Regions from separate parts of the Mus musculus genome. Here region 2 is linked to region 1. Evidence: chromatin contacts called from public Hi-C data. All regions are on one chromosome and are shown on one strand. Each heading gives the region's core, a stretch centred on a gene start, on an enhancer-like site or on the middle of the called end of the contact. The rest is flanking DNA. Distances are from core to core; before and after follow the strand shown.

Region 1 (3,892 bases), core at 1,009-3,508:
TACGCCTGTTGTGTCTTGTCCTTTTTCAAAACTCTAACTTAAAATAAAAACCACCTATGAGAAGAGGGCTCTCTTGTAGAGGAAGACACCTGAAGTCTTGCTTTGGCCTCAGCCTGCAGATGTGTGGAGCTGGGCCCCACCTTCCCACACCTGCAGTGCATCCATTCAGGCTCAGGCATCCAATCTCCGGCTTATGCATCCAGGCTCAGGCTCAGACATCCAGGCTTAGGCTGCAGGAATCCAGGCTCAGGCTGCAGGCATCCAGGCTCAGGCTGCAGGCATCCAGGCTTAGGCATCCAGCCTCAGGCTGCAGGCATCCAGGCTCAGGCATCCAGCCTCAGGCATCCAGGCTGCAGGCATCCAGGCTCAGGTTGCAGGCATCCAGGCATCCAGGCTCAGGCTGCAGGAATCCAGCCTCAGGCTGCAGGAATCCAGCCTCAGGCATCCAGGCTGCAGGCATCCAGGCTCAGGCTGCAGGCATCCAGGCTGCAGGCATCCAGGTGGCACCCCAAGCCCAAGCTCTCACTCAGTTTCACACCTGATTACTTTGTGTTCTGTTTTTACAACTGGCCATGGTGTTCAGCCCCTTCCTTGCTTGCTTACTACTCTTAACTCTTTCTCTCCCACCCCTCCCGTTATTCCTTTCTCTTCTCTCCCATCCCCCTTTCTCTCTGTGATGTCCTGTTCTGTCTACCCCACTGTCCTACCTTGTTTGTTTTTTGCTGGAACCTTCGCCCCTCTGCCCTCACCCACCTGCCCCTTCCCCAGGACTCTGTTCTGGATGGCTGCTGCCACCTTGTGGCGGGCTCCAGGAACTGCAGCGGGCCGAGACCCTTGAGGAAGACAATAGGATGCCAGTAATTCAAATCATGGCTTCAAATACTGCCAAACCTCCAGTGTGGTGCTGGTGGTGTTCGAGACGCTGAAGCTACGAGCGGCATCCTCAGGGGCCCAATTCTTAGCCCTTATTGTTCCTTGGTTGGCTCAGGATGGCCCCTGAGGTGGTGCTGTGTGAAACCATGAAGGACGCCCCCTATGACTACAAGGCTGACATCTGGTCCTTGGGCATCACGCTGATCGAGATGGCGCAGATCGAGCCCCCACACCACGAGCTCAACCCCATGCGGGTCCTGCTCAAGATTGCCAAGTCGGACCCTCCTACCCTGCTTACACCCTCCAAGTGGTAAGGAGAGCTGTGTAATCCTGGAGGGTCGGAAGCCACTCCAGAGACGTGTGGTGCTGGGTCTGCGTGTGCACAGTGGACTCTAAAGTCGGGGATGGGGGGAACGGAGGAGAGGGCCACCTCCAGGCCTTTCTGAACTGCCCTCCTGAACTATACAAAACCTTAGACACGAGAGCAAGGCCAGTTAGCCAGGACGAGATCCCGTTATGTCCCGGAACATATTGAATAGGATCAGAGCCCAATCAGCCACATGGCCAGGCTGGGAATGGGGACTTAGGTTTAGATTCTGACACTGCCATGCTCATTCCCATCCTGCTTATGTTCCTTTTAGACGTCTGTGTCCTGGACAGTGGTGTGCATGATAAGAAGGCTGTCCCATGGACCCTGTCTCCACACACCCAGCCCTGGGCGTGCGGTGCCCGGGCTGTGGCTCACTCCTTACTTACGCCTGTCCTCCAGGTCTGTGGAGTTCCGAGACTTTCTGAAGATAGCCTTGGATAAGAACCCAGAAACCCGGCCCAGTGCTGCACAGCTGCTGCAGGTGAGGGAGATTCGTTGCATTGTTCCTCAGAGGCACCGGCAAGGTCAAGTTCTTAGCCGGCTGTGAGGTACGGTGCCCAATGTGAGGAATGCTCCATGTGTCCGGTGAACTCAGATGTGGTGGCTCACACCTCTAAGTCCAGCACCTGGGACAGACACAAGGTTTTGCATAGAGGCAAGAGGATCACTGCAAGTTTAAGGCCAGCCAGGAGCTTAGCAAGTTCCAGGCCAGCCAGAGCTGTTATGTAGAGAGACCCTTTCTCAAAAAGAAAAACAAAACAGAAGTGGATCCATCGCATGGGAGATTCTGACTTTCCTTCCACACTTCTGGTTCAAAATCAAATGTGTGGCCTTCCTCAAGGCCCACTTTCAGCATGGCGTGTTTGTTTGGGAGACGGAGCTGCTGTAAGGTGCAAAGGCCCCAAGCCTCTTGGGACCGGTTGCTTCCTGTAAATGGCACCTCCCGTGCCAGGGTATCCGGCCTGCCTGACATGGTCAGGGCAGAGACCAGCTGTCACCCGGAGCCTTGGCAGGAGCCAGGAATTCCACTTCCTAGCTGAAGCAGTGTCTGCCAGGGGATTCTCAGTGCGCAGTGGAAGAGCACAGGGCAGAGGGGGCGGGAGGAGGTCTGCCTCAGTTTACCCAGGTGCCCTCAAATGGGCTGGGGCTTCTCCAGTACCTCTTAAAATGTAGGGTGGGAGGGATACAGGGGTCTGCCAGACCTGAGGACAGTGGGCTCAAAGGGGAAGTCCTTGCCCAAGGTCATCTGGTTGGAATGGCAGCTTGGGGCACATCTTGGCTGTGGGCACCTCAGCCCTGTATCTGCTAATCCCTGTCCTTTTGTATCCTGTGTGGCCAAGCCACCGAAACTTACTAGAGCTGGTGGCTCAGTCATTCGTCTGCACAATTGTCCCTGGCCAGTGTCCTGCTGCAGTTGGTAACCTGGATCTGAAATTAGGGAGGGGTGTGAGGAGTTCCCTCTGTGCCTCCGTTTCTCCCTTGGTCGGGTAGGTAGCCAGGAAGTCTGTGTGTGGCGGACCCTGCTCACTAACAGTTCAGCGGCAGTTTTCATGGATTGGAGGTAGCAGGGAGCTCAGGATTGTCACTCATCATGCCGGGGCTAGCACCTTCTTTCTTGACAACTCCCACTCCCACCCTCACCCCTACCCCCACCCCCACAGCCAACGGCTCACTCCCTGTCTGCCGTGTTCACCTAGCACAATTGATGACTGTGGTGAGCTCTGGGCTCTCTGTTCCTTCTGTTTGCTGGAATGATCACAGCCAGCCTGTGGGGGCCCCTGGCTTCGTGCCTCAAGTTCAGTCCCTGAACTTGACCTGACCCCAGACCTTTGTCTCTGCATATCTCTGGATGCTCAGAGCCACTTGAGCCTCAGCCCCCTCCTCAGGTGCATTCTGCAATGGCTGCCCATCTCGTCCCTGGCAGCCTGGCACTCTCTCTCATTCTCCACCCCTCTCTCATCATGAGTACGATTCCCTCTGCCTTCAGAACAGGCCCAGAATGCACCACCTCCATGCGGCCACTCTCGGAGCTGCCTCGCCATTCACTCAGATAATGGCTACCTTACTGGTTCTGCCACTCCCCGAGTCAAACTCTGTAAACAGATTCCAGTCTTCCCTCTAAACAGAGCCCTCGTTAGCATGGCTAGTACTTGCCCTTCTTGCTGCAGAGACAACACCCAGTAAAAGGATCGTAGAGGAGGGATTCATTTCTGGCTCCTTGTTGTGGAGGATCTCAGTCCATCATGGTGGGCCAGGCTACTGGTCAGGTGTGTGGTGTTATTTTGAAAGCTGTGGAACCCTTAGGGGTACAGCATGGCTGGGATACTAGAGGCGTCCCTTGAAAGGGACACCCATTTATGGTGCCACTCTCTGACTCTAGCTGCCATGCAAACAGCTCCCTATGTGCTGCCACAGCCAAGACCAGAGGCGCCTCCAGCACAAGGTCACACAGCTGTCAGGGACAGCTCCTGTCCTCATTCTAGTGACTTGGCCACTCTGGAAGCTGCTTTTAATAAGTGGAGGAAAGGAAAAAAAAAGTCCAAAGCAGGGATGGAGAGATGGTTTAGTGGTTAAGAGCACTGGTCTCTTATCTAGAGGACGCAGGTTCAATTCCTGGCGCTCACAGGATAGCTCACAACTGTCTATAAC
Region 2 (3,954 bases), core at 1,422-3,921, 370 kb after region 1:
CCACATGGCTAGCAGCTGCTATGTTGAACCAGGCAAGCTTGGCTGGCTCAGGGAAAATCCTTGTCTTCCTAGTCTTTCTTCTTTACCTCCTACACATATGCCAGCAGTACACACACACACACACACACACACACACACACACACACATGGTTACTTTAATTTCATGTCTTCCATTGGTAAGAAACAGTGCTCACTGAAGTGAAGAAACAAGAATCCTTATAAAATTATTGCTGGAGTTGGAGAGGTGGCTCAGCAGTTAAGATCACCAGCTGCTCTTCTACAGGACCTGGGCCTGATTCCCAGCACCTATTCGGAAGCTCGAAATGATTCGTGGCTCCAGCTACAGTGGATCCAAACCTTTGTCTGGTCTCCACTGGCACCAGGTATGCACATGGTCCCCAGGCATGCATTCCAGCAAACACCATATACATAAAATAACATAATTTAAAATTTAAATGTAAAGGACTTGCCACTAGCCACAGATGATCAAGTCCTTCAGTCACCATATGCTAGAACTTAACCCCTTTCACAGCAGTGTCCAGATGTGGGAGCTCTGACATTTAAAAAAAAAAAAAAAGCCTGCAAAGGAGATGAGATGAGAGTCTTGAAGATGAGTTATGCAGCGGTGTGTGTGGCATCAGAAGTTGGCAAGGACCAACAGAGAACAACCGTAGAGCATCTTACCAAACTACACGAGAAGTTGCCAGCAAACTCCATGTGGACTTTTGGACAGGGGGTTGGTATTTGAAGCAAATTGTAAAGATGAGACAGCTGGATAAATGGCCTCCTCAAAACAGAACAAACAAAATGACCGTCTTGAATTGTCACCCTCTCTTATTCTATGAAGCAACAATAAACCCTTTCCCAGTAAGAGCACACTATGCAATAGAAGCTGGACTGGATATAACTGGGTATGCCCAGCTCAGTGGCTAGGCTGAGGAGACACCCCCGCCCCTGCCCCCCAACCACTTCTCAAAGTCAAGATTACACCCAGCAAAGGTCATGGTCATGTGAATAGTGAACCTGAAGAAGCGAGCATCTCTGCAGTAGGACCCAGAATCCTTGGGAATACGCCTGGGAGTGGCACACAGTCAGGAGGCAGTTTGTTTCCAGGCTTTTCAGAGGTCATCTTAGATCTCTGTGCTGCTCTGACTGGGAATGGCCCCGTAGGTTCATATAGTTGAATAGATGCTTCTCAGCTGGTGGAAGGGTCAGGAAGTATGGTCTTGGATAAGATGTGTGACTGGGGACAGGTGTTGAGGTTTCAAAAGACTTGTGCTGTACCCTTTGGTTTTTTTGTCTCTCTGTCTGCCTCTCTCTCTCTCTCTCTCTCTCTCTCTCTCTCTCTCTCTCTCTCTCTCTCTTTCTCTCTCTTTCTCCCTTTAGTGCCTGCAGATCAAGATCTGACCTCTCAGCTGTTGCTCCTGCTGTTTCTGCCACCATGGATCTTAGCTTTGAATCTCTAGTTTTGTGTATTTAACTTGGAACAGCCATTGAAAGGCTAGACAGAGACCACTGATGGGAGTGCCTTAAGGGACAGTAAAACATAGCTGGGGGATTTCTTGGGGAATAGAAGGACATAGGTGGGAGACACTTTGGGGTATAGTAGAATGTAGGTGGTAGAAATGCCTTAGGCAGTGGTTCTCAGATCTTAGACCCTCACAGGAGTCACATACCAGCTATCTCTCTGGTGGTGCTCATCTGTAATCTCAGACAGAGGATGACACAAATTCAAGTCCAGTGTAGTTTACATGGTAGGCTCAGCTAGAGCTACATAATAAGGCCCTGTCTCAACACAAAATGCCCATGAGTGTGGAGAAGGCAATGAAGGCCAACAGGCACCTGCTGTGCATCCTGCCCTAAAGGTAGGACCAGGTCTGTGCAGAGCAAAGCTGCGTGGCTGCTGTTCCCAGCCCAAGGGATAGGGATGGATGGGGTTTGCTTTTTGGCAGGAAAGAAGCTGAAAAGTTGACCAAAACTCTGTGGAGAGTGGAGAATGAAGATCCTGGTATGTCTCACTGTGCTAAATGTGTGTGTGTCAGGCCACTGCATCAGTAAGAGCAGGCGATGAATCTGAGGGAGGGAACCAAGCACTCTCTCCCTCTCCCTCTCCCTCCCTCCCTCCCTTTCTTCTCTCTGTAGTGGCTCTGTATTTGCAGCCACAAGCTTGGCATGCCGGCCCATCTTCTCTCTGTCTGCAGGGTCTGCTGCAGATGGGTGAGCCCGCACTGTGCAGCTCCTAAGACTTCTATGCACATCCCGTCCACAATCAGCATAGTCCTCTGGTTTTATATTCATTATGCTCTAGGCACTGTCATAATTGTATATAACTGTTTCTAAAGGTGGTAGGGCTCCCCATTTTACAGATAAGAAAACTGGGGTCTAAGGCTATGCGGTGCTCCTGATGAAGCCAGCTTGAGTCTCAAATGTGTCAATTCCAAAGCTGTGTTCTTTCCACATGCAGCCTTACACTCATTTATTTACCCTGGTTTTCCACATAGGTAAGTGGGAGAAAGCTGTTCACTAGAACCCCGCGGCTGCCCCTCAGGATAGATGTCCACTGGAGCCACCAAAATGTCCACTTCTGGCCAGAATTGGTCCCTGGACTCTGATTGCTCTAGCTGGGCTGGGATCTCCTGCACACAGGCTCCCCCTTATGGAAACAAGGGACATTCCCGTGCCTTGGATGTGACTGGGGACCAGATGCTGGGAAGGGCCCATGCTGCGCTCACCCAGTCTGGTGCCTGGAACCAGCTCCTTAGCCTACTAACAGCTCTGTGCTTCAGGCTTGCAAAGTGTGCGTGGCCCTTTCCCTACCGCCCATTGGAAGATGCAGTCTTGATCCATACGTGGTGGGATATTGGTAAATATGTAGCAGAAGCTGGCAAAGCCCTGTGGAGAACGGATGGTATCTACAACGAGTGACCTTCTCAGGGAGACTTCTCTTGTCTAGACATCAAAAGGAAAGCATTCTTTATGTATAACACACACACACACACACACACACACACACACACACACACACACACACCACATGCACAATATGCTGAATTCATTTCTTAGAATGGCTGAGAACTGCTTTCTAATCACAGAGCATGAGGCTAGTCTCGCACTCTCTGTGAGCCTCAGTGCCTCTTTCTGCAAAATGGGAGCAATGATGGTTATAGCCAAGATGCCCCCGCAAGGCTTGGGTCACATTTATCCACCCCTTTAGGTCCCAAGGAAATGTGGTAATCCTAGTGCTCACAGTGTTATAGCTGGGCTACATTATGGCCCTCGTGGCCTTTGCTTGTTAATTTAGTCATTTAAGGCTCTGCTTACTGAACACACCACCACCACCATGTGCCAGGCCCAGCCACCAGCAAACTCAATTCACCTCAACAGCTATCTCTATATTGCTAACAACTAGCCTTCGGATCCAGTAGGTAGGAGCCTGGGAAATGTTTCATTCCAACTGTAGGGAAAGGGAAGAGGGGACAAAGAGAGGTTAGACTGGCTGCACTCATGCCCCTCCTCTGTCACTGTGACCCCTCTTCCACAAGCCTTATTGTACCTTCAGCAAGAGAAGCGTTGGTGAGGTGCAGCCCACTGACAGGAAAGCTTGGTCTGGGTCAGACGACATCCTTGATCCAGCTGATGTTTGTCTGTCCCTGAAGACTCTCCTGCTCTATGGTACCCCACAGGGTCATTTTGCCTGTCCTTTTAGACCTCAAGTCACTGTCTTTGCTTCACCCAGTAAAGACCAGGCTCTGGCATCGAAACCTCAGTTTCCCTTTCTAAAGCATAGCCTATAAAAGGGCCCCTGGGGCTTGAATAAGCATCCCACTATGAAGCCATTGAAGGAGCTCAGCGGGACAGGGCCTCATCAGAGCCCTCCACAGATGGGTGGCCTTGTTGCTGACACTGTGCACCCTCAGGGGAGGGGCAGCCCTGTGAAGAGATTCCTGAGAGATG

The links. Hi-C and Micro-C count contacts between places; a contact is called where the count stands out from the background.
Region 2: a Hi-C map of cerebellum shows a contact between it and region 1, with 5 times the contacts expected there. The contact joins two enhancer-like sites. A contact is called at or near these places in 2 of 484 Hi-C or Micro-C datasets (both in cerebellum).

What each region holds. Positions count from the first base shown.
Region 1 is chr11:32,587,768-32,591,659 of GRCm38.p6, forward strand. It overlaps Stk10 (serine/threonine kinase 10), which reads left to right. Exons shown (of 19, transcript NM_009288.2): 6 at 989-1,183; 7 at 1,643-1,724. Among named protein-coding and RNA genes, the nearest start is that of Fbxw11, 53 kb to the right of the region's middle. Within about 2 kb of position 2,259, at least 5 of the 459 cell types and tissues checked have an H3K27ac peak or open chromatin away from gene starts, as enhancers often do. A contact at or near this core is called in cerebellum, where this site is marked.
Region 2 is chr11:32,954,505-32,958,458 of GRCm38.p6, forward strand. No RefSeq gene overlaps it. Among named protein-coding and RNA genes, the nearest start is that of Gm12111, 30 kb to the left of the region's middle. Within about 2 kb of position 2,672, at least 4 of the 459 cell types and tissues checked have an H3K27ac peak or open chromatin away from gene starts, as enhancers often do. A contact at or near this core is called in cerebellum, where this site is marked.